Linked DNA regions of Sus scrofa: all the other regions are linked to region 1. A link is a contact called in public targeted proximity ligation data. All regions are on one chromosome and are shown on one strand. The core of a region is the stretch at or near the end of the contact, and the rest is flanking DNA. Distances in the headings are between cores, read along the strand shown.

Region 1 (2,700 bases), core at 105-2,604:
GAATAAATGAATTTTATATTTCTCAAGCACCTAGTGTCCACCCACACTGGACACACAAAAAACTATTTAATAAGTACTTGTTTAATTAAAAAATGACACCTCAGGTTTGTCTTCCCTCCTCTGGATCCCCTATGACATTTACATCTATCATATAGCCCAGATTTCCTAGAACTTGCAGAATTTCTGTCCTACTGTCTCTGTAAGTACAGCTGCACATGCTACACCATATGTCAGGACATATGTTCCAAAGAGTTGTAAGATGAAGCCATCTCTATTGCAATAAGTGTCTGATGTCTGTTTCTTTTTGCTGCCTAAGAGATCCGATTACAATTTCAAATAGCCCCCTTTCTTTCAACTTATCCTCGGTTTTTAATATTACAAAAGCCTACTGGTAGAAAAAGTCTGATAATAAAAAATGTACCAAATTAAATTCCCTTTCACCAAAGGTCATCTATTTCTCCCCTGTCGTTTCCACTGTGACACTTCCAACTCAGGTCTCCTATTGAGCGCCTAGAGAACATTCAGTACACACAGGAGGCAGCTGCGTGGTCCGCTGGCACCTGTCCGCAGACGGTCCACTCACTAATTCTCTGACCTGGGGTTAGTTACTCAAAGTTCTAGGAGTCTACGGGTCGGTAAAATGCCCATCTCACCAGGCTGTCGAGATCGAACCCAGATCTTCATGGATCCTAGTCGGGTTTATTAACCTCTGAGCCACGGTCAAGACGTGTATGGGTAAGCACTTTGGGTTGTGGGGTCCTGGAAAAGTCTTTAAGCTTGCTCTACCATAGTCCCGTCAGTTCACCATGTAGCTTTAAAGGATGCCCCCACCGACCCTCTCTCGCACCCCAGAGAGCCAGCAAGAAGGCAGAGCGCCCACCAACCAACCCAGCTCGCAGATGACTATGAAATTCCAGGCGCTCTTGGCCTTCGGGAGAAGGGAGTCTTCTTTGCAGAGCTCTTCTCTGCAGTTTCTAACGCCTGCTTCCTTTAGGGCCGCCTCTAGGTCTTAAATAAATGTAAGCTAGAGTCTCCCCGTTGACAGTCCTGTTCTTTTCTCTTTCAGGACCTGCAAAGCAAAGCTTCCCTAAGCCCGGAAGCTTCGCCAGCCTCCAAAACTCTTTCCAGCTTCGGCCACGCCCCATCAACCAAAGACCAAGTCCACCCTCCCCCTCGCCTCAGTTCGATTTCGGCGCGAGGCAAACCTGAGGACGGCTGTGATTGGTTGGAGAGAAACAAACTACCGTTTGATTGGCTGATAATAGCCATCAGCGGGTAACTAAGGCCGCGGGGATGAATTATGGGGGTTAAGACTCGGGGAGGTGGGTGACGATTGGTTCCTGAAGGAGGAGGGCGGAGTCAAAGGCGGAAGCACGCGTTGGGTTGGGGTAGCTTGGGGAAAGAGAAAGAAGGAGCAGGATGGAAGTGGTTAGGTGTCCGCAGCATGGTAGGAGGTCAGGGTCCCAGGGTCTTTCGGGATCTGTCATTGTAGCGTGGCCTAACTATTGTCGACCTTCTCTCCTCAGGCACCTTATGCTTTCTGAAGACCGGCGTCCGCGATGGCCCGAATAAAGGAAAGAGCTTCTACGTGTGCCCGGCGGACACATGCAACTTTCTGAGGGCCACTGAGTAGGTCTCGAGCTGGGCACAATTCCCTGCGACCGCGCGCCGTCTCCCCGGTGGGGTCGCGGACTCCCCTCTGGCCAGCGCCATTAGGACTGGGAGAGCTGGGACCCCTGGTCTGTGGAGCCATGGCCCTTTAATTAGTTGGTAATCTCAGGACAACTTGGCATGTTAGGGACACGCCCCGCTCTTGATTGCAGTGTGACCCAAGGCTGGTTACTTTGCCTCTCTGGGCAGCCAATTCCCTCATAACATGGAGGATCGACTACATCTGGATCCTTCTGGTCCTTTCCAGTTCTCGGTTTCTTTTTCGCCTGACAAGCCTTGATCACTCCCTTCTGATCAGACATTACCCCCTACTCCATTTAAAGTGAGGACATAGAGGCGTAGCAGAAAATAACTGGCTCCAGCTTTGCACTAATAGTAGTCGGATTGACTGGCTCTTTTAAAAATAGGATTCTCTACATTTAAGTGGTGAGATTGTTAATCTAAGGAAACAAGTTACTTTAGGGATTAAGGCTGAAAGAAACATCAGAAATCTGATTCGGCAGTCTGGTTTTTACAGAGCTGAAAGTGAAACCCAGAAATATTAAGCTTCTTTTTGGAAGTGAGAAAAGTTAATACTGTTCTCATAAAATGTTGTTAATGTTTTCACAGTACCAGATGTTGGAAGTCTCTATGCGAAATTTTAAACTGTTATATCTTAACCATTTTTTTTCCTACTTTCTACTGAACTTGGTAGAGAAAAGGTATTTTTCTACATATCATGTAAGGCACATAATGGATATCAATATTGGAAAATAATGTTTTTTTCAACACATACATTAGCTTCTCATGTTTCCCCCACATGATTTAGATGATTTGTATTTTTGTTATGCTTTGAAACTAAGTGGGAGATTTTTATCCTTTTTCAGATGTAGAAAATAAATTTTTAGTAAAATATTTTCTTTGCCTTCTGTAAGTTGTTTTTTCATTTGACAGAAATTACTAGGATCCAGTTTAATTAAATACAAAATGATTTTATTTAAATCAGTGTTAAATCTTAGAGAAGGGACCAAACAAAAAAAAAACCCTGAT
Region 2 (2,700 bases), core at 188-2,687, 270 kb before region 1:
AGTCAGAGGCTTGCTTCAAGAGCCATATCCCTGGAGTTCCCGTCGTGGCGCAGCGGTTAACGAATCCAACTAGGAACCATGAGGTTGCAGGTTCGATCTCTGGTCTCCCTCAGTGGGTTAAGGATCGTCGTTGCCGTGAACCATGGTGTAGGTCGCAGACGCGGCTCGGATCCTACAACTGTGGCTGTGGCGTAGGCCGGTAGCTACAGCTCCGATTAGATCCCTAACCTGGGAACCTCTATATGCTGTGGGTTCAGCCCTAGAAAAGACCAAAAAAAAAAAAAAAAAAAGGCCACATACAGCATAATCAATGTATAAGTTCTTCTCACATCAGGAACAGGATGGGACAGTGCTGTGTCCACAGGTGAGGAGATGACCAGGACCAACCACAAGAAGTGAGCAGGTGGCAGCCAGTGACGAGCCTGGGGACCCAAGACAGATACCCCACTCACGTTACCTGATGCCACATGGAGTGAGCTTGAAAAACTAGGGAAGCATTTTCTAGAAAACAAAAATGTCAGTATGAAAACTTTAATCTTTTCACAAACAGTAGACTGAAAGTAGGTTCTCAAAAGGCAGTGGGAAAAGGCAGGTGGTCTGAGGGGTGGATTTCCTGCCAGAGAGCAGCCCACAGAGACTCTAGCTGCTTCACTTTGTTGCTGCTTCAAGGTCAGGCCATTGACTTGAAGATGCTGTTCAGGCAAAGCTGGTAACATATGCCTCAAGACTTAAGTGCTAACATTAGCAACTGCCTGATGACACCAGAATTATCTGAAGTAAGATGGCTAGATGTTTAAATGAAAAGATCCCAGGGAGTTCCCATCGTGGCACAGTGGTTAACAAATCCAACTAGGAACCATGAGGTTGTGGGTTCGATCCCTGGCCTTGCTCAGTGGGTTAAGGATCGGCATTGCTGTGAACTGTGGTGTAGGTCACAGATGTGGCTCGGATCCTACACTGCTGTGGCTCTGACATAGGCCGGCGGCTACAGCTCTGATTCAATCCTAGCCTGGGAACTTCCATATGCCATGGGTGCGGCCCTAGAAAAGGCAAAAAGACAAAAAAGAAAAAAGAAAGATCCCACATTAATGTGTCCACCGGGGAGGCAAGCCCTGACAGGAAAAGGCAAGCTATCTGTGACCTAGACGGATCACTGGGTCAACACCTGCCCTCACAGAGCTGATAAAGGGATTCACTGTGACTACTGGTTACTCAGAGAAACACATTTCCCTAGGAATGTGAGGGGAACAAGAAACAGCAAACATTCCTGCTGAGGGAATAGCCCTGTCATCAGTGTGTAATACCATGCCCCTCCCTGGGCAGGGGTCTTCTGTGAAGCTTTAAGAAGGTAGAAGTCCCTTGTATGCTTCAGAGATCCATGTTGAAGGGCTAGGCCCAAAGAGAGCCTGCCAGTGTGCCTTCTGGCAGGCCAGGACGCCCCACTGCCTCACCACCACCAGGTGGCTCCCATCCCATCTGCTGATAACTGAAATCCCACTGGTAAAGAGTTTTTCAATGAGAAGCGTTGACAACCTGAGAACTCAAAGCTACTGTCAGCCTGGCCAATGATTTCAGGATGAATGTTGTGGCTTTCTAATGATTAAGGAGCCATGCCAGTTTCATCACTGACATGCTTTTATTCAGTAATGTAGATATTCCAGATTTGTGGTGGTTTTTTTTTTTTTTTTTTTTTTTTTTTTTGCTTTTTAGGGCCGCACCTGCAGCATATGGAAGTTCCCAGGCTAGGGGTGGAATCAGAGCTGCAGCTTCCAGCTTATACCACAGCCACAGCAACATGGGATCAGAGTCACCTCTGCGACCTACACCACAGCTCATGGCAACACCGAATCCTTAACCCACTCTGCGAGGCCAGGGATCAAACCCACATCCTCATGGATCCCAGTTGGGTTTGTTTCTGCTGTACCACAACAGGAACTCCTCATATTCCAGATCTTAAGGTTGCACTTTTCTATTTTTCATTTTCATTTCAACGGGAAGCAGATGGGACCGGTGCATGCTTATTTTTCCTGAGTGCGGGGAAAGCCACTCACCTCTGAGCCCTGTTAGAATGCACGTCCTCCCAGAAGAGCAGCCTTCTTGTGTGGGAAGGGCATGTTGGCACTGCGAGCTGGGGGTCTGAAAATAGCAGAATGAGACTGGGGGACCTAGTGTGTAGATTAGGGGGAGGAGAGTCAGTGGGGAGGGGAGTGGGGCAACTCTGCCCTCTCTGAACTCTGCCTGAGGCCAGCTGTGCTCAGAGCATACCAGGCCTCAGGGCCCGGCACAGAGGAATGGCGCCCAGGCGGACAGGACCGCTGGCCTTGGCACTCCAAGCAGCTGTCAGGCCCATGGTGCCCCACTGGGCCTCCAAGAGCTGCCCTGAAAGCGAAAGGGGAATCTTTGCCCTGCTAAGGAGGAAAGTCCCCTGTAGGAGAAGGGAAAGTATTTCCTCAACCCAGAGCCCAGGGGCAGAATCTGGGGAAGAGGCCAGAGGAGCCTTGCTCAGCAGAAGCCATCCTCCAGGGAGCTCTCCTCGGGAGATTCCCCAGGGGGCCCCTCAGGGGGTGTCTCCTCAGTGGAGATTCTGGGGTGAGCTGGGCACTTCTGGAAGGGTGCTGAGGGGAGCTCTTCTCAGGGGGAGCAGTCCTGAGGGGGCACTCTCCACAGGGAACTTTCTTTTCCCTCTACCCTCCCTGTCCT
Region 3 (2,700 bases), core at 73-2,572, 490 kb before region 1:
TCCTCTTGGAATCTTTTCCCCACATCATGGCATGTCCCCTTACCACCTGTCCCCAGAGGCCGGGTTCAAGTACCCTCCCTTCCATGAAGTCTTTGCTCCGCAAAAGATATTTGGTTTCACAAAAGGTGCTACTGCCTTCCCTCTGCATGCCGACGGCACTTTATGTTTCCCGCTTTTACAACATTCAGTTCTGTGTCTTTCAGTGTGGGTACTTTTGCAGCATATCTCAGCCTCCCACCCCCCTCCCAGGCTGTCCTCCATAGCCAGTGCACCTCACAGGCACCCAATAAACGCTGAACGCAGAGTGGAAAGGGAAGGCTGATCCAGTGGACGTGCCGAGGGGGCCAGCAGTGGGGAATCCCAAGGAAAGAAGTACTAGGTAAGGGGGTTGTTACTATGCCCCGGAGGTTTGGCTATGACTTAACCAGGGGCCTGAGTGGGAAGAGACTGATGAGGTTGGGGAGGGAAAAAGTGGAGACCAAGATACCTAGTCCACGGGGCTGTCTTGACGGTTTAGCTGAAGACGTGCTAAAGGGATGAACGAGGTCCTGCACAGTTACTAGTTAGTCATTTTAGGTTCGGAAGGAAAGGGAGGGCCCAGGGGCACCTGCGGCTCTACCTGAGAATCCTCAATTGAGGCCCTCATCTTCTGGCTGCAGGCCAATTCTGAAACTCCGCCCCCGGCCGGGGCGCGGGGGGTTTGGCCTCGGCCGCAGCCGGCCCACCAAGCCTGGGAGGGCAGACTGCGCTTTCCGAAGCCCGGGGCGGCCCGCCCCGGACGAGCTCACAGGCTGCGGAAGCTCTGAAAGTCCGCTCAACTTCTGGGCGGCGGACCCGCGGGCGGGAAGTAACTTAGTCCTTGAGTCACACAGAATAAGGCCCCTCTTCCGAAAGAATACGGACTGGATGAGTGAGGACCGCGGTGAGGGTGGCGGGTTACGAAGCCTCCCTAGAGGAAGGCAAGCGCGCAGGGCAGGAGAGCAAGCCGGGGTCCCGTTTTGTTTTTCCCAAACAGGCTCCAGAGCCTGCGGTCCAAGTTTCTTGCTGACCACCCTAGGGAGACTTGTGGATGCCACCACCAGGTCCCGCGCGCCGGCTGCGTGCCCCCCGCCACCCGTGCCATCCCAACTTGCAGCCGCCTTGGGCCGCGCCCGTCCACCTGGCCCCGGAGCCCTAGGGCCACTGACACCGCGCGCCGCCTGGTCCCCGCGGGCTTCCCAGAAAGGCCTCCACTCACCCAACCAGAGCAGCAGGAAGATCACGTCGGGGGCCCGCACGGCCCACCTTAGGGCTCTCCCCGAGGCCATGGCGGTCCGGCCTTTCTCTGCGACAAGGACCCAGCTCCGCGTCGCCTCCGATGGCCGAAGAGGGCCGTCCCCACCCCCGTCCCCGCCCCGGTCCCCGCCCCGCCTCGCCTCGCCTGGCTCCGCCCCAGTTTGGGCGAGTCTTTCCTCCTTCCAGAGAACGCGGTCCGACCCCGGTCTTGCCTGCTGTTCCGCCTCCACCCGCTCGGCTCAGAGGAGCCCTCCCCCAAAAGTGGCTTGCGTTTTTACAACCAGGTTTATCCTCGTTCCTCCCGCACCTGTCCTTGGCGTTTTTGGAACGTGATAAGAGGCCCCCATAGCTGGGGGTGTCGGATGGCCGAGAGCTCCGCCCCACTCTCCTGGGGGTGACAGTAGAACTCCGGGCTGGAACAGGGAGGTTCCACAGCGCCGTATTTCCTCCGCGTCTCCAGCAGCCGCGGCAGCGCAGAGCTCGCTTTTCCTGCCAGCGTCTCTGCTAGGACGGCTCTGCACGAGACAGCCTCGCTGAACCACAAAGGCACGTCGGACACCTGCTGGAATGTGCGGTTACCTCGTGCGGCCTCTTCCCCCCTAAGCACCTGACTCCCCTCATTCAAGCGCAGCCGCCTTTCCTTAAGATTGACCCCCACCCCACACTCCCTCACGGTAGCTGCGATTTCCAGCCTTGGGTTTCTCCCTTCTATTTCCTCTTTGTTTTACTCTTCCTCCATGTCCACTTCAGACTCGCCCTCGAGCTGCTCACTCCCTCACTGTTTGGCCTTCCCAAATCCCTCTTCCCAGGCTGCATCGGACTCACCGTCTTATTGGCTAGACTCCTACCTTCAAATCCGTCTGATCCCAGACCCCCTGACTGTGCTCCCAGAACCAGCTCCTGGCATCAGCTTTCCTGTCAGCCCCCTTTCCTTCTGAGAGAAGCATCAGAATGACCCCTGCCCAGCTGTTGCTGTTCTGGAAACTCTTCCTCACCATGTGGGCAGGAAACTTCTCCCTGACCTGGACTCCTGACCTGGATGGACTCTGTTGTCAAATAAACACTAACCTGTTTGCCAGTAGTGAAATAGTGGAAACCTGCTTTAATCTTGCTGTCACTGCCATCATCCTCAAGTAGGGACCCCCAAACCACACAAGACACTCGAACTACACTCAAAGTCATGAATTAATTCTTAAATTAGCCAGGAAATGGTAAAAGCTATCTATCTGTGAAATTTCAGGGACCAACGTCTTGTACCATAAAGCCTGCTACCTTCAGACATTCCCTATCACCTGTAGATATTGGTGATACACAAGGCAGGGACAGTGTGTAGCACAAAATGTGAGAAGATCAAGTGTCTGCCCTGGGCTGCTAAGAACTCGGGCTAACTTGAATAGGTAAGGATGTGGTCAGACCTTTAGACAC

Evidence for each region.
Region 2: a contact with region 1 is called in a targeted proximity ligation map of alveolar macrophages. A contact is called at or near these places in 1 of 5 promoter capture datasets (liver), 17 of 47 Hi-C or Micro-C datasets (brain, embryonic fibroblasts, fetal heart ventricle and 10 more) and 2 of 2 datasets of targeted methods (alveolar macrophages and skeletal muscle).
Region 3: a contact with region 1 is called in a targeted proximity ligation map of alveolar macrophages. A contact is called at or near these places in 1 of 5 promoter capture datasets (fetal liver), 2 of 47 Hi-C or Micro-C datasets (fetal skeletal muscle and mesenteric adipose tissue) and 2 of 2 datasets of targeted methods (alveolar macrophages and skeletal muscle).

Annotation. Positions count from the first base shown.
Region 1 is chr4:103,675,132-103,677,831 of Sscrofa11.1, reverse strand. TTF2 (transcription termination factor 2) reads left to right here and starts at 1,354. Exons shown (of 23, transcript XM_001929357.7): 1 at 1,354-1,447; 2 at 1,527-1,629. The coding sequence starts at 1,420.
Region 2 is chr4:103,949,463-103,952,162 of Sscrofa11.1, reverse strand. No RefSeq gene overlaps it. Among named protein-coding and RNA genes, the nearest start is that of CD2, 26 kb to the left of the region's middle.
Region 3 is chr4:104,169,449-104,172,148 of Sscrofa11.1, reverse strand. It overlaps CD58 (CD58 molecule), which reads right to left and starts at 1,322. Exons shown (of 7, transcript NM_213795.1): 1 at 1,238-1,322. The coding sequence starts at 1,307.